Linked DNA regions of Danio rerio: region 2 is linked to region 1. The links are chromatin contacts, called in public Hi-C maps. All regions are on one chromosome and are shown on one strand. The core of a region is the stretch at or near the end of the contact, and the rest is flanking DNA. Distances in the headings are between cores, read along the strand shown.

The links. A called contact is a pair of places that touch in the nucleus more often than the background predicts.
Region 2: a contact with region 1 is called in a Hi-C map of hematopoietic stem cells, with 2.2 times the contacts expected there. The contact joins the promoter of buc2l here to the promoter of klhl11 in region 1. A contact is called at or near these places in 2 of 18 Hi-C or Micro-C datasets (caudal fin and hematopoietic stem cells) and 1 of 4 datasets of contacts at active chromatin or transcription factors (embryo).

The regions. Positions count from the first base shown.
Region 1 is chr12:14,538,394-14,541,043 of GRCz12tu, forward strand. klhl11 (kelch-like family member 11) reads right to left here and starts at 1,344. Exons shown (of 2, transcript NM_199783.2): 1 at 779-1,344. The coding sequence starts at 1,230. The region is part of intron 22 of aclyb (ATP citrate lyase b); the gene reads right to left.
Region 2 is chr12:14,716,766-14,719,415 of GRCz12tu, forward strand. buc2l (bucky ball 2-like) reads right to left here and starts at 1,339. Exons shown (of 5, transcript XR_012387889.1): 1 at 1,212-1,339; 2 at 719-952.

The DNA.
Region 1 (2,650 bases), core at 94-2,593:
GAATTCATTAATATACTCTAATTATTTTGATAAACAGCAGATGACCGAGGGGCTACAAAAAAATTACATTCTATAAACACAAAAAGTAAAATGTTTCTTGATGCACTACCCATGTGTTGTTAAAATAAGTGCCATATAATCAGTTTTAAAATTTGTCTATAAAATTTTAATATCACCAATTTACATTTTGCAAACTAATATTCGAGATTCATTTTTAGATATACCACTGACATTTGTTAACAGTTATGAAATATTCTAACATGTCATGTGATAACATTCAGGCAAAAGACTAAATCACTGGATTTGTAGATATTCATTTCACGCTATGCAACTTTTTGACCTCAATCACAATCCATATGAATAAGTGAACAAACATTATAAACATTTGTGTAAAATTACAAATATTAAAAAAATAATGGGAATACAGTGGAACTACACTGCATTAGCTAAAACATGGAAAAATACATATTTAAAATGTATTTTACTTGTAGACGGGGCTTTCGAATATGCCCATGTTGAACAAATGCTGCGTACCTGAAATAGATTTTTTGATAGCTTTACCCCGAATGCTGCAAACGCCGCCTATAATACTACAAATGCCGCAAGCAGTAACGACGCCAAAACGCTGCTTGTTCTGAAGGTGTCGGTGATGCCTAAATGCGCTACACTACGCCTAATATGATGTCCAGAGAGTAACGTATAGTGACCAAACATACCAATGTTGTCTTATTAAGTTAGGCAGCTCGCCGAGTTTTGACACATCCTAATGATCCCTCACCTGTCCGCGAGCTCCAACACTTCGTGAACATTGGCGGTGCTCACTCGGATCTCGCCCGTGTACATGAACTGTATGACGCTCTCCACCGTCTCCTGATCGAGGCCTGCCTCGCTGCTCCACTCCTTCATCTCCACCCGTCGCGTCACCGACTCCGAAAACTGTCCCCCGAGTAGAGGGGTGAAGTAATCTGTGGCTGCTGCTAAGACCGAGCGGTGAGCGTTGAATTCGAAGTTGTTTGCTGCTCCCGGAGCACTGCTGAACGCAAGTGTCACATCACAGAAGAGCCCGAGCTTCCGCTGTTCATTCTGCCGCCGGGAGAGCTCCGAGCAGTGAGTAGCGGAGGCGAACTCCTCGGCCTCCTCGGACTCTCCGTCTCCCATTAGAGCACTCGGCGTACTTGGACTGCTGCTGTTTCGGCTGGCGTCCTCCGGGTTCGGAGCGGCTGCGGCCATCTCGGTGTCCGCGCTCTCGGTTCGTAAAGTGCGCAGTATGTTGAGGTGGTGGAGCACACTCAAACACACACACTCCAACATAAACAGAGCTGAACAACACGCACATGCGCACACACAGCATGCAACGCAGGAGTCGTTTTGACGTTACAGGAACTGACGTGAGGCGTGAACAGCTGATCCGAGAAGGTTTATTTATTTATTTTTTAACATTAGAAACAGGGCATACGTAAAACATGCAATTTGTGCTAATATTATGTGACTTGAATACAAATTAATACATATTTATTGTATAGCTAGTTACATAACAAAATATAAAAAAAACAATACATGAAAGAATAACTAATACTTAAAGAAAAAATGAAATTAAAAGAAAATAAATCAAAATAAGTTAAACATAGTATTAAAATCAGAACTATTAACCCCCATTTTTTCTTATTTAAATATTTACCAATTGACGTTTAACAGGGCAAGGAAATTTTCACAGTATGTCTGATATAATTTTTTCTTCTAGAAAAAGTCTTGTTTGTTTTATTTCAGCTAGAATAAAAGCAGTTTTTTAATAATAATAAAAAACATTTAGGGTAAAAATGTTTAGCCCCTTTAAGCTATATATTTTTTCAATAGTCTACAGAACAAACCATTACAATAACTTGCCTAATTACCCTATCCTTTCTAGTTAAATTAATTAACCTAGTTAAGCCATTAAATGTAACTTTAAACTGAATAGAAGGGTCTTAAAAATATATAATAATTACTGTCATCATGGAAAACATCAAATAATTCAGTTGTTAGAAATGAGTTATTAAAACTATTATGTTTAGAGATGTGTTGAAAAAATCTTGTCTGTGTTAAACAGAAATTATAATAATTCAAAGGGTTTACTAATTCTGACTTTAACCGTAAATATCTTACAATATAAGTAAATTATTCAAATATATAAATATATAGGCGTATCAAAAGGGATGTGATCGTTTAAAAGTAAGGCTTATAGCTATACTATTTTTTCAACAGCACAGTTGGTTTCTTATTTAACAATAGCCAGATTCATAATGAAGTTTCAAATCGATGCAAAACATTCTAAAATTAGGCATACACTCAATGACTCTACATCTATGAAGATGGAAAAGGCCACAAAGAGTAAAAAAAAGTCAACATTGTCCACTTCCTTACAGTCTGACTCCCAAATCAAAAACAATAGATTAATTGTCTTAAAATCAAAAAAGTTTTGTAAGCTGAGAAGACAAGCCAAGATACTTCTGCCCAAAGATTTTCTACACAATTGCATTCGAAGAATAAATGTGTTATTGTTTTTTAAGATTAGAATTAAAGTATGTGTATTGTGAAGAATTGTTTACATAGTAAAGAAATACAGGGATTGTAATTATAAAGGATTTAAAAATAAAATTCTTTCATGTTATTT
Region 2 (2,650 bases), core at 89-2,588, 180 kb after region 1:
CCAAATCATTATTACACTGAATGCTACAAACTTAATGCTTACAATTATATGGTTAGTTTTATTTTATTTGTTAGTTTACATTGCTAGTTTTGTAGATAACAATTCATCTGTACAGATCATTTAAAAGAAGAAAAAAAAGTTTGCCCTTTAAGCTTTAATTGATAACTATAAATGCACTTTTTGCAAATGTCAGGTTACATGTCTTTGGGCTTAACCACGACCCTCCAACTGTCAGTTTTGACAACAAACAAAAATGTAGAAGAGGTGTCTGTTAGGTTGTAATAACTTTTCCAATCTTCCTAAACGAAATGCCTACTTTACTGGATCCATTCAGTTCACAGTTGAAAAAGCAAGCCATGCCATGGTTTTCTGATTCAATATTCTGTTTCTCTAGGTACCAAGTCAAATTCCAAAAAATAAGATGGTCTCATCTTCTGGTTAATTTGCATTTTAAATAATTTAAATTTGGGTTACTCCTCCTGCATAAATGAGGTAAACCATTGACACAAAGGCCAACAATAGAATTTATCACTAAATATAGCACATCATGTTATACATGTACTTGTGGAAATATTGTAGAACAATTGCAGTTCATTAGGTAAACAAACAAGCATAAATAAAATAAAAATTATGTCAATCTCTAGCAACAGTCCAAACAGCATTTAGTAAAATGAAAAAAGATGAAAAAAAAAAAAAAAGCACAAGCCAAGCAAAATACCTAAGCCATGAAATCCACTGTATGGCACACATAGAGATGATGTAGGAAACTGATAGGGCATGAAAGGCTGAACAGTGGGAACATAAAATTGCTGGTTTAGCTGAAGCTGCTCATCTGGGTGTAGTATTCTGGAGGGCAGAGGACCAGCGCATAGAGGGGCCTGTGCATGCAGTGGTTCACTAAGAACGCCTGACAAACCACCAATGGGTTCATGAGTAGATATAGCAGCCATCCCTAAAGCAGAACATAACAAGTGAGGGTTTTAGTCATTTAGACAGAATTGTTGCAAAGCAATGAAGAAGAATAAAAAAAAACACCTTAAGCGTATTTTAGTTTTGTTTAGGAGCGATATTTTACTTGATCATTATTACTATACTAAGTATTTTCACACTTTACAAATTGTCTTCACCTGATCTAATGCTTATTGTAAGCAAATTTATTATTTATTAAAGATTTTATTTTAGAGTAAAGTGTTTTAAAGGTTTGTGCTTACCTTGAATTTCTCAACAAAATTCACAAACCAACAAGACCTCAAACAAAAACTAATTCACAGCTTTCCTAAAGTGTAAATCAGGAGTGTGTTGTGAGCGATAGGAAAAACCATGTCCAACTAGATCAGTTAATTGAATGGCATGCAATTAGTGTTAATCAACGTAAAGGCAGCACCTGATCAGACAGTCCCGCTCTCAATGGGCTATGCTTCCTCATTACCTAGCTCCTCCGACTGCGACCCAAAAAGCGGGTCATCAACTCTACAAGACATCAACCTCTGCTGTCTAGAGAGAGGCTTTTTCAGTAGTGATGAGCAGGGATGTATCCTTTGCGGAAGTGTGTTTTTAATTAAACGTGACGCAAGTAAAACCTAAGAGTAGCCTACTACTACATAAGTAGTTTATCCGTTTATGATAACATAGATTCAGTATAGTAAATTAACCAAGAGTTGTAAACGTGCGTACACTATTTACTACAGCTAGTAGCTGTTTTGATACATGTAGGCCTATTTGTCAAATATGGGTTTAAAAAGAGTAAATCAATTAAAACTAAATTTAATCACTAGTTTTTTTTTATACTTTATTCAAAAGGTTTTAATGTAAATTAATGCAAAGTTAATAACTTTAAGGAATTTTTAAGGGTAGGTCTATTTAAATTTCGCTCATGGGCATAATGCGCTGTAAATTAGTGGGAAAATGCTGCCATCTACCGAAAAATGCTTTTATTGAAATGGCTAAAATGAAATATAAGATAACTCAAAGAGCTTATTAGAATCACATTCTAAGCTCTTTGCCTTCACTCAAACGTTAGACAGTCTATTTGTTTCCTTTTAAATGTGATGTAGATGCGTGAATTCCTGTCTTAAAATGAATTAACTATTTTATTTAATCTCTTGGGGAGGGTCAAAACATACAGTAGCCTATAATGATTAAAATGACCGTTACAATTTAATACAAAACATAACAACAGAAAAGGCTTTTTAAATCCTGTGTTAGCATCTTTCTGTTTATATCTTTACAATCTTACAATTTCTGAATGATGTGTTAGCTTCAAGCCGTGTTTTCATATAACATCTTACCTTTTCTCTGATATGATATTTAAAAAGTATATAATCTCACATATTTAACAAAATTTATTTTATTAAACTATTTATATTCATACCAAGAATGAAATGGATAAGAAACTAAATGTAATTTGTCCAAATAAAACATAACAAAAAATACTTTTATCCAATTTAGATACTTTCAGCACTGAAAATGCTCTAGCAAAGCCAACAAAATGGCTTTGAGCTATCAGCTATTTTGACTGCAGATAAGTAATGACGCCTAGGCAGAGATGGGCTGTATTTTTCATACATTTCAAATATGCATTTCAAGTATAGAATATTTTGTCAGTTGTATTTGATAGGGCTGATACAAGTTATTAAGGTATTTTTCATCT